2 separate regions of the Anser cygnoides genome follow, and region 1 is linked to region 2. The links are chromatin contacts, called in public Hi-C maps. All regions are on one chromosome and are shown on one strand. The core of a region is the stretch at or near the end of the contact, and the rest is flanking DNA. Distances in the headings are between cores, read along the strand shown. Region 1 holds the start of KCNJ11 (potassium inwardly rectifying channel subfamily J member 11). Region 2 overlaps SOX6 (SRY-box transcription factor 6).

Region 1 (5,849 bases), core at 2,952-5,451, 740 kb after region 2:
ATTAGCTACAGTGACTTTAACAGAACAAATCCTGCCTTCCTCATAATATTGTGGTGCCTTTTTATTGCAAGACTTCAGAAAATTAGGCAGATTCTTGTAAAAGAAGTAGCTTAAAAGGTAGTCCTGAAACCAGCCCAACGAATACAGGCTGTTTCCTTCCATCTTTCCCCTTTCCATCTCACAGTGAACAAAAACTGTCTACCTCTCTGTAGCACAGATCTCCCTCAGGGAAAAGGAGGCTTGCATCAGTTCCTGAAAATAGTCGTATGGTAGTGCTGCTGAAATTGCTTCACATTTAGGTCAAATCTCGAAAAGAGCTTTAAAACACTATCAGATCTGAAGAGGTTTTAGGTGACAACACTGAATGTATCTCACACTCTGATAGAAGGCACTAATGAGATTAAGGAGAAGCCGATGATTTTAAGTCCGTGGAAAGCTAACTCTAAAATTTTATCTATGGTTATTGTAAGAACAGAACAGTAGCATTGTGACAGCTGATAAATAACAATGAACTTTCAAAGGAACAAAGGTGTCTAGGAGAAGCAATTAGCTCTACTTTAAGTGCTCCTTGGGTGGGTGATGGAGCAGAGGCAGAAAAAGGGAAAGCTGGAAAATAACGTGTCAATTGTACTCAGAGAAGAAATTTAATAGTCAAAGGCATTGCATAATTCCTTATTTTTTTTAAAAAATGATTTTTTACTATTACAAATGTAAAACCATTTTCCTTGCTAACGCTAGTTTCAGTGTCCTTTTGCTGTGAAACACAAAGCACATTTTAAGAGCTGTACACAGAATAGTACGTTGGAAACCAAATAGACATTTCTTCACTTAACTGGCAGCCCGATAATGCTGACACAGGCCTTCATAAAACTGAAATAGATAAATATTGACAATGTAACTACTATTTTATCATTTTAAAACAATCTGTGATTTTACCCCAATATTCATTTTATTATAGATGCCTGTAAATACTCTATAGTCAGAAAGGATTTTTGTGACTTTTTTGAATGTTTGTCATATTTTTACACTGATGAGGCATTAAAAAAGTGTCCATATTATTGCTCCTACAAACCAGGAGTGTGTTGTGAACTGCATAACACACAAGAATTTGATACTAGGAACTACTTAAATAAATGCAGTTCAGTGGTGATTTGGTGACCATCTCTCTGCGCAACTTGTGTAACCAGGTGTTAGATCAGTTCTGTAAAGCTTATTTAGGTTTTATTTGGACATTACCTTTTTTTACCTGAGTGGCAGCTTGCTCTGTTAATAGCATACTGTAGTTAAGGCTGCTGCTGTCCCGTAATAACACAGAAATAAAATTGCTGCTGTTATGAACGTCCCCAGATAGAGGATTTCACATAATCACAGAATCACAGAATCATCTAGGTTGGAAGAGACCTCCAAGACCACCTAGTCCAACCCCTGACCTTACACTAACAAGTCCTCCACTAAACCATATCACCAAGCTCTAAATCTAAACGTCTTTTAAAGACCTCCAGGGATGGTGACTCAACCACTTCCCTGGGCAGCCCATTCCAATGCCTAACAACCCTTTCGGTAAAGAAGTTGTTCCTAATACCCAACCTAAATTTTTTGCTGGAGTCTGTTAAGGGCAATCGCTCCTATTGCCCTAGTGGAACTGACACGGTGAACATGGCTCCTTTACCTTTGCCAGTGATCACCTGCTCTTGAATTCAACTAAAAACCACGGCAGGCACCAGCCGTGTAGAGAGGTCAGGATGTTAAATGAGGAAACCATTTCCTCAGCAGTAGTTTTTTGTGACACAACATCCCTGAAGTGACCACGTTGTCTTACACATCCCTCCTGTCCCTAAGCAGAAAACCTCTGCTTCTTTCACAAAAGGGAAAGGACTAAGCAGTTTTGCCCACTGAATGCAGATATATTCCAGCATACAGCACTGCCCTTTCAGCTAAAATATCTAATTCTATTTATATTTCCTGATTATCTAACAGAATTCACTCTGACCTAAAGCAGAGATTAATTTTTTTACTGGGTATCCCATTGCTGTGTGGCTCAGTGTGTGGAAGGAGGGGCCATTCCTCCTCTCCCTTCAGACAATAAGAATACAGATTTTTTTCCTATTTATAATTAATCTCAGTTCTGCTGCTCTTTTTAAAGGCAACTCATTGCTTACTATCAGAAATATGCAGTCCAAAAAGGTATTCTTGAATGTTTTATTTGGGAAGTGTAAAGGGTTTTAAAATAAACAAAATTAAATATTCAAATACATTTCATATTGCATGTAGTAGGAGTGGCTTCATACAATACAATATGGATGAAGCAAATCCAGCAGTTAATTTCTTTAAGACATAGAGTGTAATAGCATAAACAGTCCTAGATCTGGTCTTACGTCATGTATAGCACTGCCTGACCTTTTTGTTATCATTTAAATTCAGCTGACTTTATTAATTATTTTATTTTGCTATATTATATATGATTGTTCAAGTTAGAAAAATACAGTTAAAATCTACCGACTTTAGGACATACACTGCAAGACCCTAAGTACTGCAATCTCCGAGAATAAATATACATTTATTTTTTGAGAAAAATATGTAATTACCTGCAGATTAATCAATACAAAATGATCGTGCAACTAAATACGACAGTCTGAACTGAAATTTAAAGCTGCAGATCATGATTTTCCTACTCATACAGTGCTGCTTGAAATCTCTTGCACCTTTAAAAAAATATAATTAGCTTTAGATTTATCCCACAATAAATAACACCAGAACATACCTTGTTCTACCAACCTGAATTTTAAAAAAAGCAACAGAGGCCACCTCAGTGTTTTGAGTTTATGAGATCTTTCAGACACAAAGCCCTAACAGAGCTTCCCCGTCAAAAGGCATCAGGAAGGCTCATCGGTTATGGTGAACTTGGGCTTTAGCTTGACAGACCTCTTCCTTATGGTGCCTTTCGGGGATAATGGCATGGTGTCCATGATGCTCCTGTCCTCCTCCAGCTGCCTGGCAGTGCATGAAGGGGTGGGCACTTTCACTGTGTTGCCAAATTTAGAATAGTCCACAGAGTATCGCCCATCTTCCTCTGCCACTATGGGCACGAATCTTTGGCCCCAGAGGATTTCATCTGCCAGGTAGGAGGTTCTGGCTTGAGTGGTGATGCCGGTGGTCTCCACCACCCCTTCCAAGATGACGATGATCTCCAGATCCTCATGGTGGTGCAGGTTCACAGGGGAGATGTCGTAGAGGGGGCTGTTCTTGTCTATCACGTGGTAGATGATGAGTGGGGAGACGAGGAAGATGCTGTTGCCCCCCACGGGGTTCTCCATCTGGATGTCGATCTGGTTGAGGGGCACCACCTCCCCCTCCAGGCTGGCCGTCTTCTTCACCACCTGCATGCGGATGGTGGCGCTGATGATCATGCTCTTCCGGAGGTCGCCCACCCTCAGCATGAAGCAGAGCTTGCCCTCCCGCAGGGCGATGACCGCGTGCTTGCTGAAGATGAGGGTCTCGGCACGGCGGTGGGCCTGCGAGGTCTTCATGAAAATGCAGCCCAGCATAATGGCGTTGATCACCAGCCCCACGATGTTCTGCACAATCAGCACCAGGATGGCGGCCGGGCACTCCTCCGTCACCATGCGTCCCCCGAAGCCGATGGTCACCTGCACCTCGATGGAGAAGAGGAAGGCGGAGGTGAAGGAGTGGATGCTGGTCACGCAGGGCACAAAGCCGTCCGGGACCCCCTCCGCCGCCCTGGCCGGGTCCCGCTGCAGCCGAGTGCTGTGGTCCAGGTCTCCGTGGGCGAAGGCGATGAGCCACCAGACCATGCCAAAGAGCAGCCAGCTGCAGAGGAAGGACATGGTGAAGATGAGCAGCGTGTGGGGCCACTTGAGGTCCACCAGCGTGGTGAAGACGTCCTGCAGGAACCTGCCCTGCTCGCGGATGTTCTTGTGGGCCACGTTGCAGGCGCCGTTCTTGCCCACGAAGCGCGCCCGCCGCTCCCGGGCTCGGTACCGGGCGTGCTCCGGCACATCCTCCGCCAGCCGGGTCAGCACGTACTCCTCGGGGATGATCCCCTTCCTCGACAGCATGGCTCCCCGCCGCCGCTCCGCCGCTCAGCGCCGCCCCATGCCCGCTCCCGCTGCCGCCGGGGGCGGGGGCCGAACGGGCTCACGGCGCCGCCGCAGCGGGGAAGGGACGGGGCCGCCAGGCGGCGCCCCGGAGGCCGCGACCGGCCGAGCCCGGCCCCACACGCCGAGGTTCTCGGCGTGCGGGGCCGGGCTCGGCCGGTCGCGGCCTCGGGGGTGGCGGTCGGCGAGCCGGGAACGGCCCCGGGGCGCTGAGGGACGAGGCGCTGAGGGACGAGGCGCTGAGGCGGCGCCCCCTGCGCGCGCGCGCGGAGCTCCGCGTAACGGTCCGCGGGTAACGGGCGCCGCTCCCGATCGTCGTCCCGGGGGGAAACGGCTCCCCGGTGAGCGCCGGGGGCGTTTCTCGTTACGTTTTTACCCCAGGTTTACCTCAGGAAAGGGGAGCGCGGGCGGTGCGAGCGTCCCCCCCGGCCTCTGGAAGCCGTTTCTGTCAATATTTGCTCGAGGTCGGACTCGCCGCCAGTTGCTGGCTTCCATTAGCGCCGGCTACCCGGCGTGATTGCAGGTCGGGTGATAATTGGGTGAAACTGAGGGGAAAATGATTTGGGGGATTCTCTGTAAAATGAAATCTTCAACAGAAGGAAAAAAAAAAAAAGTCTCGAATTCCTGCAATTTGCCTATGCATTTTGGTGTAAGCTTATAGCTAATGAGAAATTCAGGCAGGGAGTGGGAAGAAACTTGCTTGAAGAGGCCAAGGCCGAGGGTGTAATGGTTAAAAAGAGATCTGGAATTAAAGGGCTCATTCCCACTCACTCTCATGAAATTTGCCAGCGTTATTCAGCCTTACTAAGGAAGGCTTTTTCTGAACCAAGGATCTGGTGAAATGACTTGAGCTGTAATGGCAGCTGACATCTCAGGAAAATGTCTACTGCCTAAATAGTGGTAAAAGTTGCAAAGGAGTGAGCTGGCTGCAAATCGTTAACCCGTGGTGACAAAGACACCAAAATTGCCAGAAGGCAGAACAAAAAGAGGCAGGACACAAGAACTTGCGTGTAATGGTATGGTGCTGGTGTGCGTATAAATACATATATATGTGTACAGATAAGGGCATGTCTTTGGGACAAGATGGGTTATTTAAAAACACTCTGACATTTTTGTCGTGCTGATTAAATAGCAATATTCTCCATCGTGTTTACTTACTCTGATTAAGTATTTTCTTTCTATTTCAGTCTAGACACCAAAGTTGTAGGTTTGCTAAAGCATCCTAGCATATTCTGGATAAGGGTTTTTTTCTTAAGTGCTAGTGGATTTAATACTGTGTTTTTCTAATTGCGTGTGTTGGTGGACTTTCCCTTCAGTTTTGGCTCTTAAGTGCTCTGGTGTACACGGTAAGCAGTTATTGATTGCGGGGGCAATGCAATTGCCCAGCTGCTGGCTGGGAGCCAGCCAGGTGAGGAGGTTGGAATTAACTTTCACCACCAACAGCTGCTAACTGTAGCCTACTAAGGGATATCAGAATTAGTATTTTCTAAATAATCATTTTGAGGTCTCTAAGCAAGCATTATAGGACTTGTAATTAATTGCTTACTGTTATTTGAGGCTATTTCTACTACTGCTATTCTACTATGACTAGTTGCATGTCCTTGGACGCTAATGTTCTTTCTGACAGGATTGATTTCCCAATACTCCACTTTTTCTCTTGTTCTGGGTCACCTTTCTAGCTGCTTTGATAAATAATACTGAAATGACAACAAGGTGTCCTGGAACCTGGCTGCC
Region 2 (6,124 bases), core at 2,325-4,824:
TGCGGTGCCAGAGAAGTCACATGGCTTTCATGCGATACTGTGGTGGCTGGAATAATGAATGTATCTCTGAGGTCCGAGAGTCTTTGTTATAATTCGGCCAGTACTGTGATAGCTTTCTCTCTTGGTGACCTGAGGCACACACTGTGGTGTTAGCAGCATTCCTGAAGCCTAAGGTGGCCATTTAGAATGATAACAAGGCTGGTGCGTGGAACCCAGCACGGCAAAGTTTCTCAGAGGCAAGGAGACCACATGGTGCCAGCACAAGGGCAGGCTGCTCCTTGGGCACCTGTGGCCTCCAATGCTACCTTCTCCAGAAGACTGTTGCACACTGGACACAGGACACTGGCCTGTGTGGTACAATTGATTGTATTTTTTTAGACTGACATCTAGAGCTGTCAAATAATCATTTTGTCTCTTACTGCTGTAGGAAGCAGTGACTTGCTGCATGCCATTCCTCAGCTCACTTTTCATTGCACCTATATAACAACCCAGCTGATGGAGAACACCGTCAGTGTTTCCCAGACGACTGATCATTACTCACAGCTGCAGATTCCAGCAATGAAAGGAGACAAATCGTGTAGTAAGGCAGGGGGAGAAAAAGCTAAACTGGGGATGGCATAAGTTGACTTACGTGGAGCAATATGAAAATACATAGCAGAGGATTGGACCCTATATCAGGCCTACCGTATGAAAATAAAATCCAGGCACAATGACGTGGTGCTTCTTCTCCAGCTGCCTCTAACTCTAGTAGCTTCAGCTGGACTGACTGCTGTCCAGTGCCATCATTCTGCTTTTCAAATACACAGCATGGCCATTGCCACCTTGTGCAAATTGCTCTATATTAAGTAGTAGAAATACAGATTTTTTGCTGCCTTCCCCTCAAGAGCACTTTAGTGTTGCAGTTCAACTGAGTAACTAGTTGACTCCTTACCAGAAACCAAAGCTTAAAATGCACAAGTCAATATTTATGTATTTATTCATTATAACACATTGGTCAGCAACTTCATTCCATCCACTTTTGACCCTGAAGTATTTCATTACACAAATTTATAATGCAGTATGTCATTTTTAATAATTTCATGTATGATGCTCTCTCCAGGGAAGTAAGGATTCTTTCCCACTTAGATGTTTCAGGGTGGTTTGTGTAATAGCTGAAACTAGACTGAAATCTGATGTAATGCACAATCAAAACGTTCTGTTACATTATAGTACAGTATACTTCAATGTAATTTATTCTTTTTCTTTGAGAACCATGACTAATTACAATGTCAAAAGCCAATCATAATACACAAATGGTAGCAGTTTACAGACATGGCAATATGGCAACTACAGGGTTTTTTGTTGTCAAGTTTGGTTAGTTTGTTTAATGTTATACGCGGGGGAAAAAGGGAAGGGAAAGAAAGAAGGAACACGAGAACAGTAGAACTCAATAAAAATTCTACTGAGATTATGTTGCTACCAACAGCACTTTCTGCTTACAAAACCAGTGGTGCCCAGTGAATATTATCAAATTAAGTTGGTTATCATGCATGTCTTTTGCAGCATATGGTGTTAATGGATGTCAGAGGCTGATAAATGCCTTTGTAGAATATAAAGGCATGGGGAAGACCTTAAGAGCTGGAAGATTTCAGTTGCTGAATTTAAAGGAGGCCAGCTGAATGGACCTAGTTGCATTTTCCATCAGCTCCTCACAGTCAATCTTTAATGCGAACTTCAAGGGAATAATAAAGGATGCATAGAAGAAGTCACACACACATCTCATAAAACAAAATTTATCTTTAATTTGTAAGTGTCAACAGCAGTACAAAAGATGGAGTGATGGTGAATAGATTAAGGGTAGAGAGGACAGTCTTGAGGTAAATGAGCATAAATAGGCAGTCTTATAGACACTCCCCTGAGGGGTCTAAACCCCTGTCATGGCATATACTGAATCACCCAAAGATGACATGTTTAACATATCAGGAAAGCACCTTGTGCAAAAAAAAAAAAAAAAAAAAATCCCCCCCACCCGAAACATGTAGGTAAGGTGCCAACGTACACCAGAACATACTGTATATGGACAGTGTCTTTCAATTTTGTCTTTTCCATTAATAACTGAGGCAGAGGAGGAGAAGACTTTTAAAAGTACCACTGAATGATTATTTAATATTTAATTTACCTCACGTCAATACTGCACAACAAAATTCAAGAAGTCTGTTTATGCAATGAAGCAGAGCTAAGAATAACTATTCTCTTTTTTGTTGTTGCTGAGAACAGATTTTTTTTTTACTCAATATCCTTAGCAAACTTTTTTCTTTCTCATTTTTTTTTCTTCCTGTATCAAGAGGAGAGTGTGAGATGTGATGGCAACCTTTTAAGTTCATTTAAAAACTTTACACTGGACTGTACAAGATTTTTTTGATAAACTATTTACATTTTCAGACTTTAAAACATATTCAAAGCAGCAATAGACACTAGTTTTTCCTCTACACGCCCAAATAATCACCAGCCATGGGCCCAGGTAGGTACCTGCATTGTATATAGAATTTCTACAAAGAAAACCTGCCTGTTAAATTAGCCAGTGGGTGCCCAATAAGCAGCCCTCGCCATCAAGAGCTGCACCCACCGTGTTGCTATAGGAATCAAAGCATAGTACCTTGACAAGAGAGTCTCAGTTGTCCCATCAGCTCTACACAAACTTTACAATTTGAAACAGCAGCTAGCATGTCAGTCCAGCATGTCAGTGAATTGTGCTGATTAAATTAACATAGAGTACAATCTCACAATATACATCACAAACAAATTACAATGTCAGGAAATAAGAGTTACAGTAAGATAAGTTATGTAGTAACAGCTTATAAGCTTGTCTTAATGTAATAAAAAAATTTGTACATGGGAAATACAATAATGAATGAACATAAATGCTAAGCATTCTAGTTTGCTACAAGCTGAAGAAGGGTACAAGAAAAAAAACGTTGCTTTCTAGAAAGCAAAAAACAAATGACAAAGGAAGACAAACGGAGAATGCACACTAGCAGGTCTGCAATGTGCAGCATACAAACAGTTAAATATTTGCACATTCCCCATACTCCAAGAGCACCAAGGACCTCACTTGTGGTTTTTAGAAAGCGGAAATTACAAAGCAAGCCATGTCACTAAGTTGCTTTATAGCTTTCATATTGCCATAAATACCAATTTGATAAGTTTTCCTTTAGCCTGGTTCACCCCACCCCACCCCCTTTTTACCCAGCGTGTGAAATCTCAGAATACTTCTTTGTCACCATTTCCAACAAATCTGGTACTTAAAAAAGGGCGATGGATTAAAATGAAATATATTTGCATAAACATATATATATTTTTTTCCTTCTGTAGTAGTACATTACAGTATATCAAAAATGTAGTTTGATTTGAGAAAAATCACATATATTAATGGGTTATTTAAAAATTGTTTTGGGGGAAGTTGTTTTTTAAAGCAAAAAAGTTAAGTGTTTTGTAAAAGATCAGATGAGGTCGTATAACATTATTCTTTTAAAAGAACATGCTTAAGTGCCAACTTGAATCTTAAAAAAGCATGCAAAACTCAGAGGGTCCAAGCCCATTCATCAACGTCTCATAAAAACATGAAGAACTCTATCATACATTCTGCTGGCCGCATCTCCAGCGCAGTTGTTCGCACTGTGGACCAGTTCAGCATAGATTACCCCGCTGAACACCAACACTTTACTGGTCCTCATGACCATCACAGAAGTACTAACGTGCTTAAAAGTGATCAGGTAGGTAAGTGTTTTGCTGGGGGAGGGTGGGAGTGTTAATCCTGTAGTATGTTTTGCTAGGAAATGATTTTTGAAATGCCACATCATTGATATGACCAAAAACTGAATCCGGAAAGCCAACCCCGCGAGAGGACCATGGTTCAGATGGCACTGGGAGGTGGTTGTGTTTACACTCGGAGCAGTAACTGTCCTCAGCTGACTGCTGTACACTTTGCAATGCCGTTGTTTGCTTTGCGTTCCCAACCTGGAGCAATCCCGTTTCTGCCCTCCCCCTGCCTCACGCTGCACCTGAGTACACTGATTTAGGAGCACTTTGTGATCCCGTGTATTCCCAGCAGACAGTTGCACAAACTAAATGGTGACGCCGAAGCACACGTGCCGACCAGAACTGGGCCATTTCATCTGAGTCATTTCTCCACATAAACCTGAGCCCTGTTTTTATCAAGCATGAAGTGAACTATTCTAGCTAGGTATCAGACTGTTTCAGGAGTGTTCTTCACTTGAAAATAAGTATTTGCTAATTTTCCAAAAAGAATATATATTGTATCTGTTAATTAAATAAACTGTTTGTTCACAGAGAAAATAGTATTACTATATTTTTGCATTACCTGAATGGAATTGGTATTTTTTTCAGTCAGCGTTATTAAGGGGGGTTCAAACACAACAGTTAAAAAGGAACTCCATATGTCCTCTTTGTATTTTGTGGGAACTTTTTTGCCTAGTCTTATAGCCTAATATGACAGTAGTATGATTTAATTAATGTAGAAAATAAAGGTTTGATATTACTAAGTCTTGATTGCATTGCAAGGACCATCTTAGTCATGACAATCTTTCCAGGAATATGCTTTTGACTTCCAAACGCCATTCTTGTTAAGAATTAAAATATTACATCAGTTTTACTTGGATTCAGAAAACTAACTGTTGTTTCCTATCAGCTGTATCAGAAACTTGGCATGTTTAATGTATCAACTTGCTAAGAAAGGAAAAAGTATTCTGTGTTTGTGGGATATGCTATCAAAAAACAGTGAGAGCACAAGTGAGGCAACTTGCTGTCCCAGCTACAGGTCCACAATACTGCGCTCACACTGCAGGTGGAAATTCAGCATCTACATGAGGTACAGTGACTTGTCAGCATTTAATATGGACCAACATACACTGATATAGAACAAAAGTAAATACATAACTTATACTTCACTAAGTATCCATGAACAAAAAATAAAATTCTATTTCCTATGTTATATTTACACAATTTAAAAAAAATCTAAAATGAGATGGTAATTTCATCAAAAACTTTGTTTTGAGCTCCGATTAATAAAGTAAAAATGGTGTTTTTTATCCTTATGATTGTCCTTCCTTGATTTCTACTGACATTTTAGAGCCAATGTCGGCTAATAAATAGAATAAATGCTCATATGCACAATTCAAATTCAAATATGTTCCTCCCTCTTCCCCAGCCAATAAACGCAATTTTACCAGCTGGCGATTCCTGAACAGCCAGTCATTTTCAAGAATGTGGCTTTAACATAGAGAGCATCAGCACTGAGGCAGGGCTGGAGCTAAAACAAAGTGTTCATACATACATGTATTTTGCATAAATAAATGAAATAACAAGACATAAAAAATGACTCAAATCCGGCAACTGTGAGGCAGGCCCACACGAGTCGAAACAGATGACTTTTGTTCATGTAGTTTTCGTACAACAGTTTCACATTAGTCAGAAGTGATAAAAAATACCATTTATATCCAGTGCTTATAACACTTACGAAACAACATCTGTGAGTGTGTGTTTTTTTGTACTACAAGCAAAATCAAGTTTCAGTCCTAAAGAACAGTCCTTTGTTCTCCACAAGCCTGCAGAATATTATTTTGGCATGGTCATAAAATTTAAAAAAATTAACCAACTAATCTAAATGTTTGCCTTTGTGCAAAAAAATAATTACATAAAATACAATGCTAGCAATACAGCATTCTACCGATGCAACAAAACCAGAAAAAAAAAAAAAAAAGAGAGAGCAAGAGAGAAAAAGTCACATGGGGGGAAGGGAGAGATACTTCTAATTATGTAATTATGTAAGACATTAATAAATAGTCTTTTTTTTTTTTTTTCTTTTTAAGGAAATAATGATACCCTCCCCCCAATCTGAGCTGAATGTATTAAAAACAGTTCAAATTACCAAGCAACTGTTAGAACAAAAACCACTTTCTATCAGTACCTTAGCCAGCTTAAAGAGGGCGCTCACCAGCTAACGACACAGCATATGCCTTTAAAGTCTTGGCTAGACCAGTTTATTGCTTATTAGACATGGACTCAGAATACGTTTAAATAAATATTTAAAATCTAGCATATTGCTCCAAATTACTAAATGGTCAGA

Evidence for each region. Hi-C and Micro-C count contacts between places; a contact is called where the count stands out from the background.
Region 1: a Hi-C map of liver shows a contact between it and region 2, with 5 times the contacts expected there. The contact joins the promoter of KCNJ11 here to the enhancer-like site in region 2. A contact is called at or near these places in 2 of 7 Hi-C or Micro-C datasets (both in liver).

What each region holds. Positions count from the first base shown.
Region 1 is chr5:5,773,744-5,779,592 of Taihu_goose_T2T_genome, forward strand. KCNJ11 (potassium inwardly rectifying channel subfamily J member 11) reads right to left here and starts at 4,202. Exons shown (of 1, transcript XM_066997205.1): 1 at 2,186-4,202. The coding sequence starts at 4,076. The coding sequence ends at 2,874.
Region 2 is chr5:5,036,602-5,042,725 of Taihu_goose_T2T_genome, forward strand. SOX6 (SRY-box transcription factor 6) reads right to left here. Exons shown (of 19, transcript XM_066997638.1): 19 at 1,762-6,124. Among named protein-coding and RNA genes, the nearest start is that of SOX6, 410 kb to the right of the region's middle. Within about 2 kb of position 3,575, at least 2 of the 3 cell types and tissues checked have open chromatin away from gene starts, as enhancers often do. A contact at or near this core is called in liver, where this site is marked.